3 separate regions of the Mus musculus genome follow, and all the other regions are linked to region 3. Evidence: chromatin contacts called from public promoter capture Hi-C data. All regions are on one chromosome and are shown on one strand. The core of a region is the stretch at or near the end of the contact, and the rest is flanking DNA. Distances in the headings are between cores, read along the strand shown. Region 1 overlaps Arpp21 (cyclic AMP-regulated phosphoprotein, 21). Region 2 overlaps Gm39431 (a long non-coding RNA gene). Region 3 holds the start of Arpp21 (cyclic AMP-regulated phosphoprotein, 21).

Region 1 (2,850 bases), core at 107-2,606, 130 kb before region 3:
TTCTGGTGACCTAGAGATGCTTTTGAAAGTATAGATGGATATTCATGCTCAGCCCAGTTCCCATGGCATTCTCACCGATGGGAGTTCCCTTTGAACACTGGGAAGGAAACAAAACTCAGAATACTTTTCAAAGTAAGATTTGCTTCAGGCCAGTGGTTCTTAAATATTAATGCCATATTAATTGCTGAAGAATGCATATCATAGGAACTGAACTGACCTACGTTGAGTTTTAGAATCCATTGTGTTTAAAGAGAAAGGAAGCTTTTGTTAAGATTGAAGGAATGCATCTGCCCCACCCAAACAGAATCATTTTTGGCTAGACATTGGCAATTAGAGGAATTTGTGACTCCCCAAGTCCCCATTTATTAGTGCTCTGCATGACCCTTCCACACACCAGTCTAAAAGCAGGCACAATATGATTTCAAAAGCAGTTATTTGGCCCTGGTGTTCCAGTACAGGGGAACGCCAGGGCCAAGAAGTGGGAGTGAGTGGGTAGGGGAGTGGGGGGGGGGCATGAGGGACTTTTAGGATAGCATTGGAAATGTAAATGAAGAAAATACCTAACTTTAAAAAAAATCAGTTATTTAGGAATCATGAAAGAATGTTTTTCTCTTAGCTAGATTTTTTCTTTTAAATCGTTGTTGGGGATAGGAGGTGCGGTAAGGAGTGGGGCTGTGTGTAAGCCAGCAGTGGGGCCATGTATATTCCAGCAATAATCTCACGTTTTCTTTGGTGTGAAAGTTAGAGGAAAACCTCTGAGGCTCATCTTCACCTCGTTTTTTTTTTTTTTTTTTTTTTTTTTTTGTATGACGCAGGCTCCCTGACCCTCAGGCTTCTGGCTGTTCTCTTTTCTTCACCTCCCATCTCAGTGGAGGAGATCTGGGATTGAACATGTGCTCTACCACAGCTAGCTTTTTAATGTGGCTCCTGGGGATCTGAACTCTGGTCAGCACAGTTGTATGGCATGCGCTTTACCCACAGAGCTATCCACCCAGATCTCCAATTTATTTGTTCATTTGCTGGCACTGTGGATTGAACCCAGAGCACTGCACCTTCTAGATAAACATCCTACTACCAGGTTTCATGCCCAACTATGCCTTGGCTAATTGGTATCCCATTCACAGGCGCTGCCAGAGGATGAGTCTCCCATTCACAGGGCAGTGACAGGCTCCTTCATTTTAAAGTCTTCACAATTATAATTTGATTTCACAACATCTTCATCTCCATTTTTTTCTATGTACATAATATAGCTCAGGCAATCATGAAGTCCCCATCAAGTTCCTTTAGGACTAGCAGACATACAACTCCCAGCTGGTGTGTCTTTCCACTTCCTGCATCTACTCCCACGCCTGTTAGCTCCTCAATAAAGCCATCTGTTGTGATTCCTCAGAGGCTCAGCCTCCCCAGAGGCTCTCCAAACCCAAGCCAGGCTCCTGCTACAAATATAACAGAAACAGCCACATGGCAGCTGTCCCTTTACGAATGCTGCCTGTCAACCGAGAAGCAAATGGAAAGAATTCAAGTTGACAGTCTTTAGAACAATGCCACAAACCCTCGGGGCTGGGAGTTGAGGCAGGAGGATAGCTCATGTTGATGCTGGGAGCTGGTATTACTGAACTACATAATTTATACCCAGTTACTGTCACACAAGCCAATAATAATGAGCAAAGGAAGGGGGCTTGGACTCTTGTTAGTCTGATTCTCGCCATCCCCTTAACAAACCCTGGCTTAGTATCTTTTCATAGGCTTCTGAAATCTGTAAGTACACACAATCATGCACAGGATTTCTTGCTCTATTCCATCTCATTACTGAGATGGAAGGAGATTCCTACAGCGCTGCAGTGTTACTGAACAGGATGGGGACACAGGCTCACTCTTCCTATTTGGGTAATTTAAATTATTGACATTTTAATTCAAAGTACAAGTGTCTGTTGGCTATACTGGAAGGGACACGTGGCCAAAACAACATTGATTTTTCTGCCCCAACTATCTTTCTTCAGTTTACAGTGAATGAGACCCACACCAGCAAGTTAAGATACTTTGGAAGATACCGCATCAGAGCCATCACAGACTGAGCATCTGAAGGTAGGAAAATAAGTTTCACTGGATTAATCCACATGAGAAGAAAGGTGGGCATGGTGAGAGAAAAATATTAGAAAATAAATGACATTAACATGTTTTTTCATCTCTATTTGTACTGGGGAGCTAATCCTGCAGAGGGGGCATTGGCCTCAGCCTGCTTGGATTCCTGTGGTGTCAGCTGAGCAGGTAGCAACTCCGCAGAAGGGAGGAGAAGGAGTGGGCTTGTGGCTCTCCCTTCTGTGACTGACAGGCTCAGCAGTGGGGTACGAGAGAAGCCAGCCACTGTGTGTGCATATTCATCATTGCTCTGAGGAAGGCAGCAATCAGAGACCGAAGGATCGATATGCTGCAAAGAAGTTGAACTTTAGATCTCAAGTGGTGTGGGGTTATTGATTTCCCGGTGCTTCCAGGAAGCCGAATGCTCCAGGTCGCTCAGGTCATCTACGAACTTGCTGTGTAATATTTCCAGAATTAGAACTCAGTCGGCTCACCTTCTTAGAATGTTCAGTTTCTATGTTTGTCTTGCTACATTTTATATCATTATTATTTATTGTTGTTATTATTATTATTAATATTATTTTAAACCAGGTCTTCTCTATCCCCAGCTGACCTCACACTCTATATAGCCAAGGATGACCTCAAACTTCTGACTGCCCTGCCTCTAGCTCTTGAGTGCCTGGGCTACAGTTGTGTATCCACCCAGATGATGGATTTGAATTCAAGATCTCATGCATATGAGGCAAGCATTCTTACAACAGGGCTACATAC
Region 2 (2,700 bases), core at 19-2,518, 130 kb after region 3:
TGTGTTCAGTAGATTCTTGATCTGTGACACAGAGGAGGAGATGATCAGTCATTTTTATCCAAAACCCAGCTAATGTTTCCCCGCAGTTCTTTCATGGAGGTGTTACCTGAAGAAGGCTACAGCTATCCACAGACTTCAACACAGACAAAGGTGTCACAGCTGAAGAAGGTACCATACAGGGAGGAAGGACCACATGAGGAAACAGGAGCCCTATAAGCTTACACTTGTGTTTTATTCCTTGTTGCTTATGCTTGAGACAAAATACCTACCAGAAGTCATCTCCAAAGAAGAAGGTGGGTGTATGAGTGAAGCAGAGTGCCATCAGTGAGCCCTGCATCCTCTCCAGGAAACAGAAATTAGCATAAGGCCATCTAATGTGGAAATTAATATTCCACCATCTCTTACTCTGTGTACCTCAAGAAATGTATAGACACATGCAGCGTTATTTTCTTTTTTATTGAGGCAACCAATATTAAAATAAAAATAGAATTAATAATTTAATAGCCAATGGAGACAAAGAGTAATAAGCAATAGAGGAAATGCTGAAAATTTCAAAGTAAAGAGGCACGGTGGATGCAAAATCCCAAAGCTGAAGTGAAGCACATGGAGCTACCTTAAAGTAAAAGGCCTCTACCCAGCAAAGGAAATGAATTAAATACAAACAAACAAAGAAAGGCAATGTAAAGATAGTCTATGCCTATCTTTAGAAAAGATAAAAGTTTTCCAACCAAAATGCTAATAAAATATTAATATTCAAATTACATAAAGACCTCATGCAACATAATAGCATATTAAAAGCATAAAGGAGTAACGAAATAAAAAGGAAAAATGTAAAGAAAAAAGGACCAAATAAATCAGTTTTAAAGCGGCAAAATTTTTGAATAGACATCCCCAAAGAAGACCTGATAATGCCTGGATCAGTAGCTCAGTCATAGAACACTTGCCTACCATGCTCAAGCACTTTTGTTCAATGTCCAGCTCAATCAAAAATAAATAACAACAAAACTAACAGAAACTTAACAGATACATGAAGTGGTGATCAATATCACTGATTATTGGAGAAGTATAAATCATAATATCAATACCTGTTATTCAGTAACTTTTCTATAGCTGTGGTAAAACCATGACCAAGGTAACATACAGAATTGTTTATTAGGGTTTTACAGTTTCAGAGAGAAAGAAGCCTTGATGATCGTGGTAAGCAGGCATGGTGCTGGAGCAGCAGCTAAGAGCTGACATTTTAAAACTGCAAGCTGGAGGCAGAGAGCACACTGGGAATTGTGCCCATCTTTTGAAACCTCAAAATCTGCTACCAGTGACATGTCTCTTCTGAGGAGCCCAACTCGGGACCAAGTATTTAAACCTAAGAGCCTGTGATCCCCATTCTCATTCAAACTACCACACCTGGTAAGATGGTCTCAGGCAAAACGAGGAGAAAGATAGTGATTGCTTTACTATTTGGTAGAAGAAAAAATTGTATAACAACTGTGAAAAATGTGTGGGGGCTCTTAAGCTGACGACGGAGCCAATATGATTAGACATGAAGTCTCCCAGGAATACAGGGAGACGAAATGCCATCGGGAGCTCACCACAGTCCCACCATTACCGTGTTCCTTCACAACAGTTCAAACAGAATCGACCAAGTTGTCCATCAAAAAACAACAAAGGACTTGATAGCTAAACAGAGGCACACTGAAATATTTAACCTTACAAAAAGAAGCTCCGGTTATCTAAAACATTCTGGACAAATGCAGAGGGTATTGTGTTAGTGAAATAAGTCAGACACAGAAATAAAATTATGCATGACTTCACACATCGTATTAGTTACCTTTCTGTTGTTTTGATAAAATGCTCTGACCAAATGCAATTTACAGGAAAAAGGCTAATGGTTCCAAATGGATAGGGTATATCCTAGCAGGGAAGGCATGGCACGTGGGTAGGGGAAGGAAGCTGGCTGGGAGGGGGAGGGGGAGGGAGGAGTGAGTGGGGGGGAAGGGCAAGGAGGAGAGGAGAGGAGAGGAGAGAGGAAGGGAGAAGAGTTTGGCTATGGCTATAAGCCCTCCTCCAGCAAGGCTCAATCTTTTAAAGCCTCCATAACCTTCCCAAACAGTGCCACTAGCTAGAGACCAAGTGTTCAGAAACATGAACCTAGGGGGTCTTTTCCATCCAAACCAACACACCTGTCTAAAGAACCTGAACACAAAGTAGCAGAGGTTGATAAAGTTGTTACCAGGGTTGGCAAAATAAATATAAGGGAGGTGGGGGTGGGATATGAAAAGATGGAGGACAGAATGTATAAAGTTATAATTATGTAAAATGGAGTGTATAACATAATTAAGGGGAAAGGGGGTGTAATGAATAATAATGAGTTGAATATGAGTAATTTACCAATAAAAAGATTGTAGGTCTTCTTACCAGGAGGGTGAGGGGAAGAAAGAGATGCTGGGTGTGCTAATTTATCTAACTAGACCAGCAAACTGTGGTCATAGAGATAAGTTTATGAAACATTATATCACTTCCATATATGCTATAAGTGCATATATATGTATATATGTAAGTATATACACCATGCTTACTGATTATTAGAATATATATATATATATATATATATATATATATATATAATCCTATTGGTTATTACACTATTTAAGTTTTTAAGTTTGAGGATTAAACAAAGAATGTCAAAACTGATTTAAATAT
Region 3 (2,700 bases), core at 19-2,518:
TCTGCCACAGCAGAACAATGATTCAGGAATTTGAAATTAAATCTGCATTCATTACCCAACATTCTCACAGCCTATATTAAAAATAGTAGACACACAGGAAGTCCCCAGTTAGCATCTCCTCTAAGTTTTCAGAAACTCAAATTATTGAGTCTTCTTTCTAAGAACCAGCAAAGACGCTGAAGGAGCATCTAACCAGCTATTCAGAGAGAATTCTCTCATCCAAACCGATTGATTTCCATCGATAAGCTATAAGGACCCGATTCAAAAGACCACCTCTGCAGCCCGCTTTACCTTCCCACTCCCTTCTGCTCTGCAGTCTCCACAGCAGCACAGGGCTCTGTCTGTTCTCGGGCTCCTTTCATTGCAGAGTGAGATGCCCACTCCTTCATTAAACAGCGTTAAAAAACAGACTGCAAGGAACTCCTCAGTGCAGCACGCTCTAACAGGGTGATTGCTACAGTTCTCAAGTAACCACACTCAACTGAGATCTATGACAAGCAGTCACTGAGAGATTGGCAATGTGCAAATCTAATAAAACACACACACACACACACACACACACACACACACACACACACACACACTTGTCTGGGTCTGAACTGAATTACCAGCAAAAAGAAATCACCATATAGTGAATGAAATTAAGTCACCAAGAAACCTAATGGTATTCCCCGGAGGAGCTGTTTAAGTTTCTTTAAATATGCCTCATCCAAAGTACTGTTAAATAAGCACTCACCGAGAGGAATAGTTACTTTGTCATTCGGACGACATAAATCATACCCGGAAAGGAGAAACTAAGACATGTATAATACAATGGTCTAAAGCAATGCCTTTAAATTTACACAGAAACCAAATCATATTAGCACAGACGAGCATAGCAAGAGATGATCTTTTCCCAATCTTTGAGAATGGAAACATGTATCACTTTAAAAAGACATCTAAATGTATTCTCTAGAAATATAAAAATAGCCTGCCAGTCAAAGCGATTAGAAAGCAAAGGAAGATGAGGACAAAGGACACTGAGAATCAGACATAAGCAGGTACATACCTTGAAGGGCTACATAACCCCGAAGACAGGGTCTCTCATGTTAAGATCACTCTGCTATTTGAAGGAAGCATAACTAGCCCTAGTGCCTTCCAAATGACTGTCTTTCATGAAAATGACATTAGCTAAAATGCCACTCAGACATCAAGCCCTATAGTAACATAATCCTGAAAGAGAGGGTCTACTTAGGCTGAAGAGCATATCAAAGGCTCTCTGATTTTCACAGAATTACAAAAAAAAAAAAAAAAAGGAAACAAGAAGTGCCTCCCTGCCTGCCCTGTCTACTTTGCTGCTTACTTAAAGCAGTAAACTGCAGAGTTGGGTTCCAAGGCAGATGAGGAAAGGGTGGGCACAGTTTAGATTTATTCTGCATTGGAGCAAAATTTGAAAAAAAAATACAGATTCATTTCCATTCTAGAGACTGTCATTCTAGCTTGCAGAAGCTGCATCCTTTGAGAAGGCAGAGAGCGAAATGATGGTCTCCATCTGCAACACGTTCTTAGGGGGACCATTTCTAGCAACCTCACCGTACACCTCCCATCCCGCCATGACATTACCTTCCTCATTGCTTTTTTTTTTTCTTAAGACTTAGGCTCCAGTCTTAGTCTGTGTCTGTAAAAGGTGATCAAGCTTTGAATTTAATACATCCGTGACATCCATGCTAAGCCATGTAATTTCTCTTCCGAAGAAACTTTTTAAAACACTTGCCTGATACAGATCCAATCCTACTATCACATTTATCACCCGAGACAGATAACGTTACACCAGAGGCTGTCATGGAAATGACTTCAAGATTTAAAAAAAATAAAGCAAAAAATTATCCTCCTCTCCCTCCCTTCTCCGACCTCTTGGGACCCAGGACCTCTGTGGTAACTGAGGAAAGTGACAAGTTTTCAACTGAAACAAGAGAATGTCCAAACTTGGCACCATAAAACCCATATAAAATTACTGGAAACTTCTGTTACAGAAAGCATCGTCCCTTTCAATTCCCTTCCCAGATTTCAATTTCTGCCTGCTTTGAGGGAAAGAGAGTCCACCCATGCCTTCCGCCGAGACATAGAAACAAGATAAACAACACAGAAACGACAAACAGGTCAAAGGGAAAGCACAGATAGATGGTAGAAAGAAAAAAAAAGGGGGAGGGGGCAGCAGAAGCAGAAAGCCCCAACAGCCAGACACAAAGGGCTTGTGATGCTCATGTCGGAAGACTTGGCTCTTTACCTGAAGGAACAGTGGAGTGACCCAGCGTCCCGGGTGCCTTGACTGACTGGATTTCGTTTGGGGCTTTTGTGAGTAATTATTGTTTCTCAGTGAATGCTTTGGTTGGGTCAGTTTGGTTTGTGGCTTGCCTTTGTTGTTTGGTCGATTTATTTTAACTGCTAGCAAAAGGAGCCCTTGGCTTGGAGGCAGGGGTCCTCGCGCTGCCCAGGCACAGCGCTGGTGGGGAACGCGTGGCTGCGGCTGTTGGACTGTCACCGCTCCGGACGCTTGGAGGTCTTCGCTGCTAGAGAGTCTGTATGTCACCACAGGCTGCTGAGCTCCTGTCTGTCTATTTGCCTGTCTGTCAGTCTGTCTGCTTCAGGAAAGGGGTTGGGGGTGGTGTCCAGGCTTTGCTCTGCTCCTCTCTCTTGGGAGTAGCCACCTTCTCCTGCAGC

Evidence for each region. Promoter capture Hi-C pulls out the DNA fragments that hold promoters and counts their contacts.
Region 1: a contact with region 3 is called in a promoter capture Hi-C map of pre-B cells, with 2.7 times the contacts expected there. The contact joins the enhancer-like site here to the promoter of Arpp21 in region 3. A contact is called at or near these places in 9 of 39 promoter capture datasets (HPC-7-derived erythroid cells, cranial neural crest, embryonic stem cells and 5 more), 1 of 15 datasets of contacts at CTCF or cohesin (large pre-B cells), 10 of 484 Hi-C or Micro-C datasets (the AML12 cell line, LSK cells, cerebellar granule neurons and 2 more), 5 of 115 datasets of contacts at active chromatin or transcription factors (the SCID.adh cell line, embryonic stem cells and large pre-B cells) and 5 of 9 other capture datasets (adipose tissue, embryonic stem cells, liver and 2 more).
Region 2: a promoter capture Hi-C map of hippocampal neurons shows a contact between it and region 3, with 4 times the contacts expected there. The contact joins the enhancer-like site here to the promoter of Arpp21 in region 3. A contact is called at or near these places in 1 of 39 promoter capture datasets (hippocampal neurons), 2 of 484 Hi-C or Micro-C datasets (cortical neurons and olfactory sensory neurons), 1 of 115 datasets of contacts at active chromatin or transcription factors (the SCID.adh cell line) and 3 of 9 other capture datasets (adipose tissue, liver and pancreatic islet).

Annotation. Positions count from the first base shown.
Region 1 is chr9:112,101,250-112,104,099 of GRCm38.p6, forward strand. All of the region lies in intron 19 of Arpp21 (cyclic AMP-regulated phosphoprotein, 21), which reads right to left. Gm51694 (a long non-coding RNA gene) reads left to right here. Exons shown (of 3, transcript XR_003948255.1): 1 at 1-2,850. Among named protein-coding and RNA genes, the nearest start is that of Gm51694, 15 kb to the left of the region's middle. Within about 2 kb of position 1,357, at least 59 of the 459 cell types and tissues checked have an H3K27ac peak or open chromatin away from gene starts, as enhancers often do. A contact at or near this core is called in cerebellar granule neurons, pre-B cells and pro-B cells, where this site is marked.
Region 2 is chr9:112,360,268-112,362,967 of GRCm38.p6, forward strand. All of the region lies in intron 1 of Gm39431 (a long non-coding RNA gene), which reads left to right. Among named protein-coding and RNA genes, the nearest start is that of Gm39431, 53 kb to the left of the region's middle. Within about 2 kb of position 1,269, at least 4 of the 459 cell types and tissues checked have an H3K27ac peak or open chromatin away from gene starts, as enhancers often do. A contact at or near this core is called in hippocampal neurons, where this site is marked.
Region 3 is chr9:112,232,044-112,234,743 of GRCm38.p6, forward strand. It overlaps Arpp21 (cyclic AMP-regulated phosphoprotein, 21), which reads right to left and starts at 1,269. Exons shown (of 21, transcript NM_001362020.1): 1 at 1,049-1,269. It also overlaps a transcript of 2900079G21Rik not described here.